Linked DNA regions of Mus musculus: region 1 is linked to region 2. A link is a contact called in public HiChIP or PLAC-seq data. All regions are on one chromosome and are shown on one strand. Each heading gives the region's core, a stretch centred on a gene start, on an enhancer-like site or on the middle of the called end of the contact. The rest is flanking DNA. Distances are from core to core; before and after follow the strand shown.

Region 1 (5,110 bases), core at 859-3,358, 350 kb after region 2:
CATCTTAGAATTTCAGTAAGCCTCTTATTTTAAGGGAAGGGATGATATGGCCTCGGGCCCTGCTCCTTCTTCCCTGTGTTAGGAAAGCTTTCAGCCACGTTAGCAGACCCAGATTTTCAGGGTTCTCTTGAGATTCAGGCAGGAAACAGCCTTTGAAGGACACATCATACAGTGATTTCAGAGCAGCGCTGTTGAATTTGGGTTGACAGAAGTTTTCTGCTTATGACATTATCATTAGCAACACCATCCTCAGTGGAGTGGATCAGAAATGAATCTCTTTATGATCATCCATATTTATAAAGAATAAGGCTAATGATTATTTTTCTGACTATGGAATTCATTATGTAAGAAGTTATCAGATCATCTGTTGGCCACATATCTAGAAGTAAGGATTTTTTTTCCCTTCCATCTTCCATTTCTGTCTTTGTTTCTTTGTTTGGTGTTTTTCTTCTGTAAAAGGAAACGGTAAATTGGCTCATGCAGCTTATGCATTTGTACATCCCCGTGTCCTGGTGTCTTCAGCGTGTTGGTTGTCATGGCTCCTTGTACTCTCCTGCCATGGCTGTGTAATGTTTTATTGAACTTTCATCTTAATGGGTATTAAGGAAGTTTCCAAATTTTGATACCGTGAAACTGATAAAAGTGTATGAGATTTTGGACAGCAGGGATATTTTAAGCCTGCAGATAAACTCTGCCAACATGTATTCCAGATCCACCCTGTCAATTCCAGCTACCTCTGACGAGTCCCGCTGTCCGTCATTTATCTCAAGGGCCTGGCACTGTTATACTTCTAAAAAACCTTCTGCTAATTTGATATGTGGGTAAAAAATTTCTTTGTGTTGTATTATAGTTATATTGGATACTCATTTTAGTATTTTTATTAAACCAGTTGCATTTTAAAGAGTATGTATATGAACCTAAAGAAATATTTATGGGAAATGTTTGATATTGGTTCATGTTAAACATGGGAAGAGCCTGAGGGAGGGAGGGAAGGAGAGAGAGAGAGAGAGAGAGAGAGAGAGAGAGAGAGAGAGAGAGAGAGAGAAGAGAGAGAGGTGTGTAGAAGACAAGCCTCTGGGCTTGACTCACCTGGCCTGGCCTCACATTAAAAGTTAAGTAGTTATAATAGCAGCTGAATATTTGAGGAGCTCTTGCTCTGAGGAGCAGTCACTCACGGTGCCAAGTTCTCTCCACTGAAACCATTTATTTCCCACAGGGCCTCTGCCAGTGCTGTGGCTATTGTTCCAATTTTGTAGAAAGAGACAAGAAGTTTGTCCACAGCTACCCAACTGTTTCCTGGTAATCCCCGATTTAGACAGTGCTGTTAACCAGTAGATTGTCTGCTTGTCTTGAATGTCTGCGGGAAGGATGGATGGGTATCTAGTTCACCACTTTGAGCCTATGAAACTGTTAATAATAGAGCAGAATGTTGGTCTCGAGTGATGATTTATTCTACCCGTACCAACAGGGACTGCTGGGCACTGAGCGGAAGGCTTGAGGTGTGGATGTGCCCATGCCCATTGACTTTGTGCCCAGCCTATTGACTTTGAGGCCACCACATGGCAGTCAATTATGTTAACAAAGAACGAAGACTTTTCCTTTCTGGATTTCTAGTTCATTTTTGCCGTTCATTCTGGTCTGTACTGGACCACAGGACATTTCTCTCGGTGATCTCTCTGGCTGTGCATGTGAATCTGTGACCATGCTGCAAGAAGAAGCCTACACCTTTGAGGACAGTTGGTTTACAGAAAGCTGTGTCTTGAAGCACGGCTCAGGACACTTGTAGCCTTTCCTCAGTGATGGAGTCTGACCTGAGAGCTCTAAGCTGAAATAAACCCTTTGCTCTGTAAGCTGCTTTTGGCCATGGTGTTTATCACAGCAATAGAAACCTGAAGATAGACCAATTATCTTGGATCAACTCAAGAGTTAGTCATGCTATTGGCTCCTGGCTGATTTGGGGGGTTCTTCATCTATACTGTGACAATATAAGTTCTTTCCTACATTTTGATAGCTGATAGGTGCTTTCAAGTACTGCATTGTACTGTAGCTCTTTCAGGCTTAAGGCCCAGCTCTACATAAAACACTGGCTGTCCATTCTTTGTTTTCTTTTCTTTTAACCCTTGTCCTATATTGATAGATGATCTTTAGTATGCACTCAGCAGCATGGCCATGAACCTGACTGTGAAAGCCGAGCTCTGCAAACAGTCTTGATAATAGATAGGAAAATTACCATCATACAGTGGCCTTCAAAACATGTTATCAAAAAAAGCCGCATTGGTGGTATGGTCCTGTGATCTTAGCATTACAGAACAAACACCAGAGCGACATAGTAAGAGCCTGTACAAAAATTAAAAATACAGAAAAAAAAAACAAAAAAACAAACAAACAAAAAAACCCCAAAAACCAAAAACCAAACAAACCAAACAAACAAAAAACCCAAACCTTTGAAAATATTAAAACTTCCCTACTATAGCTGTATTAGAAAACAAAAATAATACTAATGTTGAAAGTATTACATGGCAGATCAGACTGCTAAAACGTCAGTATTTTAAATGTCATGTTAAATATAGCTTGATGCTTTTTGTCTTGCTCTGTGGCTTTGGAAACAGAGCAGACATCCCCTGGTAAACTGTCAGGCTCCCTTCTTAGTTCCTATTAGCCTGCAGCTGGCAGCTTTATACTCTGTTTCAGGGTTCAGAATTCTGTGATGTGGTTTTTTTTATTTGATGTTTTTGTTGTTGGAGTTTGCTATTGTTTGTTTTTTTGTTTGTTTTGCCATTTGTTTTCCAGAGTCACATCCTCAGGGACATTCCCATTGTCACATGATCCTTAACTTCACTCGTGTTAGTGAGTTCACCATCCTCGAGCTGCCCAGGCTGCATCTGGAGTGGTGCTCCGTGGTGGCAGTGTCAGCATCCCCATAGCAGCTCTCCTGTAACTCTGCTTATGGTCTATTGCAATGTCACACGCAGTGCTCACACTTGTCATTTCCTGGCTCGTTCACCCCTCTTGCCCAGTTTCCTTTTTTGATGATACATTGAGTGCCTGTGGGCTGATCACTGGGAGACGAGGGGAGATATCATAACCAGGCGCTTGGCTGTCTGCCCAAACTTAGCATAACCATGCAGTGGCTGGTCTTCAGTAGTTGTGACATGATGACACTTCTTCTATTTATTTCATATTGTGAGTTGTGTATTAAAGACGTCTCATGGAGCATACTTCATGACTACTCTCTGGTTGCACTTTGGTAATGAAACTTCAAACTGTATTTGAAGGACTAGAGTTACACAAGTTAACCATGGGACCCATGCATGCCAGAAGAGTGTAACATGAGAGCTACTGGGATTTACTTCTGTGTATTCTAGACACCATTCATTTACTTTTTCTTCTTGTGCCCACTCAAAATTGCCCCACGAGGAATTTGGTTATCTCTTGGTGCTATTTGGGAAAATGTCACTATGATCATTGTTGGGAAATTTGAGAAAATCAATTTTCCATCATAAGAGCCTTGAGGACTCATGTAAGTCCTCAAAGCCTAGATTATTGAAAGTAACAAGACCTTTCTTTGAAAGCACTTGTAAACCAAGTGATGTTTTTAGGGGTTTTTCTTACTGAACAGGAAAAATAATTCGGGAGAAATGAGGGCAAACACTACATTGCAGTGGCGATTTCTATCCAAACCAGAGAACAAAAGTATTCTGACAAATATTATTACAGAAAGTCAGTCTGTGACCTGGTTGGTGACCCCTAATGGTAATGTGAATTTATGCTAAGTTTAATGTGAATTTTATTCAACAGTGTTAAGCTTGGCTCTTCCCTGGAGTGCTCATACGATCACTAAGCCATGTCGTTACTCACTGACTTCATTGTAGGAAGAATTGGGCCAAACTGTAGCACAGCATTCTACTCTTACATAAATAGAGTCACCAATTCCTTTACACTTTCAAAATCTGACAGCACTACTCATGAATATCCTCTGAAATTCTGAAAACTTTCATTAGACCAGAATAATTTGTCTTTGGGAGATGTCTGCTGGACATTCCCTTCTGTTGTGCTCATATATTTGCCATAAAAAAAAAAAAAGGCTGTTTTTTTTTCTAGGCCTGTGGACAAGGAATATGATCTTTTGTAGTGTTCAGCCTGATAAACTTATTTCATCAGAGAAGTTGGCTAGGATGTGGAATTTATTACAGTTATCTTACTCACTTCCAGCAAATAAACACTTTATGCATGGCAGTCCATTTTTCTCCAGCACCAGTTCCACAAGGCCTTCATCTTTGTGTGTGTGTTTAAATAATGAAATTGTACTTTGATTTTAAAAGTTATCATATGTACTTTATCAAATTATATTGAAAATAATATTGGTTTCTTCCCAACGGATGCCTAAGGATTCTAAATTACCTTGCCAGAGTTATCTGAAAGGAACAGTATAATAATTAAATCGATGGTTTGTCTCCCTTTATGATTTACTCTTAATCTGATATAAATTTTATCTCGATAGTATACCTTCTGTCTCTTCTCAATAGTCATGTGGCTAGGGACTATTTGAATGTCATGTCTTTTGAGCAAGTGTTAGATTTTTTTCTAGGTAGCCTCCAGTCTGTGTGGGCCTTTGTGGCTGCTCTGTATCTCACTTTTAGAGGATCATAAAAATTTAACATGAGAGATTTGATTTAACCCCAAATTGGCTTGGTTATTTTACTAGATTTCTTCAGCCACAACTCATGTGCCATCTTAATGTGTGCTCTGTGTCAGTGGCAGAGACCCGAAAAATCAGGTTTGTTCATAACATTAACTCCTCGTTCAGGTTGCTAGAAGAGCACACCTTTTTTTGTTCACTGGGATTGCAAAGGTTTAGTGCTCAAGGAACTAAGACTAGGCTTAGACCTATGCCTTCTGTGGATTGGTAGTCCTTAATTCTTGTTGAATAAAGCAATCTGCGACCTGTTCCTTGACTCGAACTAATAAAAGGATGTGTCACAGCATACACAGTAAAAATGTATAAATGATCCAACCTATCTTATTTGACATATGATATGAAATTATAAAGCATATATTTGAATTAGAAGAATATCTAATGTTATGGTTAATACTGTCACGTTGTGCCAGG
Region 2 (5,755 bases), core at 2,383-4,882:
AGGATGTGTAAAATGTTTCCTACCCTCATTTCCTCTCACAAAGCTATGCCCAGGATAGAACATAGGATCCTTCAAACGACCTTCACATGCTGATCTCTGCATTCCAAGCAGAGGCAGGCAAGGAGCGTCTGAGCTGAATTTAGACTCCAGTGGATGAAGTTCAGCTGAGAACACAAAGTCACAGCAGCAACTGGAGGGAGCAGAGACTTCCAGAGGCAGTTGCCTTGTCATAGATTTCCCGGCTGTTGATATTGGCTGGTCCCCTGTGCTAAGGGAGCAGCTTGGCAGAAGGGACAAGGTTGGCGTCATGTCTGCCCATTCTCTGGTTTTGCTCAAAACTGGATTATGGCTAATGATTAAAAGACAGACAGAGATGGGGAGGGAGAAAGAGAGAGAGGGAGAGAAAAAGAGAGAGACAGACAGACAGAGACAAGGACAGGGAGACAGCGACAGAGAGACAGGGGTCAGCTTTCCCCTACAGGAAGTCAGAGCGTTCTCCCTTGACCTTGAAGCTGCAACCAAACATGTCCTCTACAAGACATTAGCTGAGCAAAAGGAAGGTTGGCACATTTTGGATATAATTGTCACACTGGGGCATCCTTGTAATCAAATCTTAAATAAATATACAGTTCACATAGCTTTTTCCAGATTAACTAGAATACCTCTATTGACAAAACTACCAGCACTGAAATATAAATGCTCGTCTTGGGTTGCTAACCCACAGCCTCATAGGTTCATTGACTATCACTAATAGTCACTGTGCACAGGTATATGCGTGTTTATGTCTGATAATATTATCTACTAAGAGGTTTTGAATTGATTAAATAACTTGGGCTAAAACGTCACTGAATCTAATGAATACCTATTGATTCATATCACTTTTTAAGTCCGTGCCCCCTGCCCAGGAGAAGAATGAGACATTGAACTAATGGTGAAGCAAGCAGCGGTGGCTGTCCCACAACATGGCAAACCTGTACACACCGTACTATGACTTACAGTTGGTGGAAACTATCAACCACGTTCTGAGATTCCAGGGATTAACAGCTGTCAAAATGGATCTTGTGTGTCTGTCACAAATGTTGGGAGCATAACCAAACTTGATTTCCCACTCAGTACTCAAAAGTCTTGATTATTCCTTTCATACTTTCAACTAGTTCATGTCAGAGGCAACAACAAAAAAATCTATATAATGATTGTGGGGTTTTTATTTCAGTATTATTTTTGTATTTATAAGACACACAAGTCAATCAATACCTTTACAAGCATTAGGTGCAGTAACATGAGCTGAATGAAGTCAAGGAAAGGGCAGAGATGGCAGAATCTCAAGTCAATAAACCCAAAGCTAAAGCAAAAAAAAAAAAAAAAAAAAAAGGTTAGAAAAATGAGATAGATATTCAGGAGCTCTAACTTTTGAAATGTGTTGGCCTAGGGCTCAAACATCCTATGGACCAATGTAGCAGATTTTTTTCTTCTCTTTCTTTTTAAAAAGAATTACAAGAGATGAATCTAGGTTGTTTAAAAAAATAAAACAAAACAAAAACAACAACAAAAAAACCTTCCCTGTTAGTGATGAAGGGGTAATTTGAGAAGAACGCATTATTTATTTATTTATTTATTTATTTATTTTGTAATTGCTTGATTCAGGGTTAACTAGACCCAAGTTTGGACCCTTATGTGTGTAGATAGACTCCTGTTCACAAATCCATGCAGCAAAGATGATTTGGAAAGCTCAAGTGAATGGGCTGGGAATCCCAAATGAATACTTTCCATGGTACCCTAGAACATAGCGTTGTCCTGTATCTATGTAGACCTACAAGGGAAGATGCTTAACATGGAGGTAATGACACACAGCAAGGAGGACAAGGACTGGGTTATAGGTCTCTTCTTTTTATCCCAAATACTCCCCCAAGCACAGACAATGGATCTTGCTACAGTTCCGTGCTTCATTAACTGGCTGTTCCAATGCAGTAGCAGAAGGGAGTGCCCTCATTTTCTGGTCAAAGTGAAGGAAGGACACAGAACTCTGAACTGAATGTTGGATAGGGGATGAGGCAGGGGGAGTAGGGCCTCAGCTTCTTTACTGAGGTCCTCCCCTGGAGCATCGTTCGTAAATGCGATTGAGCTTTAGGAAAACAAGTTAAAAGAGATTAGCAAAATGAGATATTAGCTACCCTTCATTAAATGGCTGTAAAGCAGCTAGGACAGTCCCCTGGGCAGATGACAGTCTCCTTTCATTTTCAAAGGTTGGTGTGTACCTAGATTGTTTGTTTATGATAAATGAATTACTAATACTCCTACAAGGTACACTGATAGGATTGCCAATCATAAATATCGACCTTTTCGAAGGAGGCTAAAACTTGGCTACGTGGAAGACACTGAGATCTAAGTCTGAGAAGGCTGAGTCATTGGTTGCTCCATAGAGATCCCACTGCTACCTGGACAGCTGTCTCAATCATAAGGCCCAGTTGGAGGGCTCTAGGGGAGTGGCTTGACTGGTGGCTCAGCTGGAGAAGTATCACCCCACTGATTCGGGGTGGACTGTGCAGAGCCTGTCCAGCAAGGCCATAGAAAGGATTTGCTTAGGGAGGGGCAGTACTCCAATGGTCCTCAGCTGTGGGAGGTCACGGGGCCTTCAAACCCCACCCACATTTCACTTTGTCACAGCTGTGTCCAAGAACGAATAAAACAAGTGAGGCAGAAATTGCTTCGGCAAGAGATGAACAGGGATACCTTGCTGGGCAGTGTGATGACTGATTGCCCCCCATTCACAGAAGAAGAGCCTAAAATCCTTCAACTGCCGTAAATACAGGGAACGTTTCCTGAAGGAACTGTGCTTGCGGAATCTCTTCCAATGGTGGAGGGGATGCAGAAATGGAGAGTGACAGAGCATGTCCCTGGGGCAGTCACCAGGGCCTGCTGTCTGCTAGCAGATAATCTCCTCAATTCCCTGCCTCCCCAAGAAGCTCATGGAGATCTTTAAAAACCTCTGGAAAGGGCTCAGACCGGTCTGGGCGAGCTCCTCCGCTCACAGTCACTGGAATGTCAGAGAACGCACTGGCATACACTCTGCTTTCCAGGTTCCAGAAAAAAAAAAAAAAGAGGAGTTCCTTTTTATAAACATTGATCAGAGAAATAAAAGGAGGATGCTGATCTATTAATCAAACTTAAATTGCGTTTGAAAGAGGCACTTGAGAAAGACATGTTTATGTAGTGTAGAAGGCACTTTAAACAAGGTGATTAAAGAAATGTAAAAATTACATGGAATGCCATCCATTGCTTTCAGAGTGGCTGGAGCCTTTTGATCCTCAAATGAAAGAAAACTACATTCTAACATTGAGCACCAAAGACTAAACAGATACAAGAACATCTTGAATGCGGATGCTAAAAGAGTACTTTTTCTTTTAATCCCTGTTGCTTCTTAATATATAAGATTAGTAGAAGATTTCTTTAGGCTAATTGTGTGCCACAGGGCGGAGGGCAGGTTGGCAAGTGGTTATGAAGGTAGCTGACTTTGCTTAACTAGCGCTTTCATTCAATGCTCTATTTTTAGCTCTGGTGGCTAAGCACTGTGATGCAGACCTTGCCCCAGTTAGGCATGTCAAATGTGCAATTAAGACCTTCCTAACTGACGCACATGGAGAGCCTCCTGTGGACTTTTAACTGCTAAGGTAAACAGTTTCACCTAAGACAGTGGCAGGCTACACGGAGGCTTTGTATTGCTACAGTGTAACTAAGCAGGAGAGCTGTCCCAGAATTCCTCCCTGCAGGGTTCTACGTGGGAGCTGGCCACCAGAAAAATTCACAACTGATTAGGCTGGCAAATGTGAAGGAGCAGATGTTCATTTCTTACTCATAAGGTCAGTAAATGGCACTGTGATCCCTCATACAGAATACCCAGGGGCCAAAAACTTGAGCTGGCAAAGATCAGTGACTACTGTCAAGATTGATGGCTTCACCCCAACCTCCCAGTTTCCTTCAGCTATACAGAGTCCCAGACAGGCGAGTCTGCAACTCTAATGCACCCAGTCCAGCAACCACTGTGGAACAGTCCCAGCTTTGCTCTGAAGGTCATTAATAAAAAGACATGGGGTCCGTCTTGCTCTTTATAGACAGCCCTCATTCTCGCCCCATGTCCAGGTTTATTTCCTGGCCATGGCTTAGCTGACCTAGAGCCAACAGAGGCCTGGCACCCACAACTGTGTAAGGCCGAATCTCAACTGCAGATCTGATCTTCTGTCATTCTCAGGGGTTCTGTCTCCATACACAACCCCATTCACTCCGAAGGCTCTGAGATTAATTCAGGGGCTTCGCATTGTCAAAAAACAAAACACCATTCCCTCCTAGAGTCCCGCAGGAGTTCTACTCCTCCTACTTCATTAACTAGACTTTTCCAAGGTCCTGTTGCTGAGCCAGTTTTGAGGTAGCAGAACAATAAGAGCCACAGTTGGCTCAGACAGGTCAAAGCTGAGCCTCTTGAAGGTCAGAGCTACTTCAAGCTCAGGAGACCAAATCAGGGTTTTGAACTATGGGGACAGGGAGTCCAGGAAACCAAAGGCGGGACTTGGAAGCAAGAACTGAAGCAGAGACCACTCAGGAACTCTTGTTGACTGGTTTGCTTCCCTTGGCCCTCAGCTACCATTCTTACAGAGCTCAGGCCCACCTGCCCACCTGCCCACCTGAATAGCAATGCCTAAGGTGGGCTCAACCTCCTAGGAAAATGAACATTTAGAAAAATGTCCCCATGGACATGTCCTCTGGCCAGCCTAACAGAGACAGTCCGTTAACTGAGGACAGGCAAGGTTACCTGTTAAAACAGGTGTGAGCGGCTCTGTCTTCAAGGTGTTCTGAAAGCCGTGGGGACTCCTAAGGGCAGATTCTATTCTAGAAACTAAGCAGATGGGTGCTTTCACTCTGGGTGGGGGAGGCCTCTACCTACTTGGAAGCTGAGGCCCCTATCCATTCTGAGAATGTATCCAGGAAACAGCAGAAGAGGTTACTGTCCTTGACAGGGAGCCATTTGAGTAAAACTGAACTTTCAGTTTTCTTTCCCAGAAGGTGTTTGTCTGTCCTTTATACTACCTTGAAGAAAAGTAGTGGATTAATTTTGCCTCAAGAGTAAATTATCCAGATAGAGCAGACAGGCTTTTTCTTTTTGTTTTTGTTTGTTTGTTTGAGTTGTAGACTCTATAGTCCTATTTATTTATTTATTTTTACAAAAGCCACAAGTAGGTAAGATAGTTGGTGTCTGAATGAGTCGTGCGGTCTCTTAATAATTGGGTTTTTTTGTTGTTGTTGTTGTTTAGGCAATAGAATTTTATGTTCCCCTGAGTCCATCGGGCATTTTCAGTCACCTTATATATTACTGTGCCCATTTTCTCCAATTCCTGTATAAGATGTATTTATTCTTTATTTGGGGATAATTAGCAAAGCCATTTTTGTTGTTTCCTCTGCAGGTTATACAATATAGCTGTTATAGCTTGTAAATCCTAATTACTTGCATATTAGAGAGTAGAGAGAAAAGCTAGCTATCAGTGTTAGAAACAGCCCCTAACATTTAGGTGACGACTCCCACTGCTAGGCCTTGTTCTTAGGGTTTGCACAGTGCAAGGTGAAACTGGCAACAAGAACTTCTTCAGCCTTGGGGCATTTCTAACAGTGTTTTAGTAAGGGATCCTAGCTTATCAAGTAAAGCATTGAGTGGCACCCCGTTAACAATTGTCCTGTGACATCAAAAGTTATCCAAGGCACCTCAATG

Evidence for each region. HiChIP or PLAC-seq counts read pairs in DNA pulled down with a chosen protein or histone mark.
Region 1: an H3K27ac HiChIP or PLAC-seq map of hepatocytes shows a contact between it and region 2, with 5 times the contacts expected there. The contact joins two enhancer-like sites. A contact is called at or near these places in 1 of 15 datasets of contacts at CTCF or cohesin (CD8 T cells), 4 of 484 Hi-C or Micro-C datasets (B cells, Th2 cells, embryonic stem cells and 1 more) and 3 of 115 datasets of contacts at active chromatin or transcription factors (cardiomyocytes, heart atrium and hepatocytes).

What each region holds. Positions count from the first base shown.
Region 1 is chr16:49,885,358-49,890,467 of GRCm38.p6, forward strand. The region is part of intron 3 of Cd47 (CD47 antigen (Rh-related antigen, integrin-associated signal transducer)); the gene reads left to right. Among named protein-coding and RNA genes, the nearest start is that of Cd47, 32 kb to the left of the region's middle. Within about 2 kb of position 2,109, at least 79 of the 459 cell types and tissues checked have an H3K27ac peak or open chromatin away from gene starts, as enhancers often do. A contact at or near this core is called in CD8 T cells, Th2 cells, hepatocytes and 1 more, where this site is marked.
Region 2 is chr16:49,529,954-49,535,708 of GRCm38.p6, forward strand. No RefSeq gene overlaps it. Among named protein-coding and RNA genes, the nearest start is that of Gm31494, 110 kb to the right of the region's middle. Within about 2 kb of position 3,633, at least 40 of the 459 cell types and tissues checked have an H3K27ac peak or open chromatin away from gene starts, as enhancers often do. A contact at or near this core is called in CD8 T cells, Th2 cells, hepatocytes and 1 more, where this site is marked.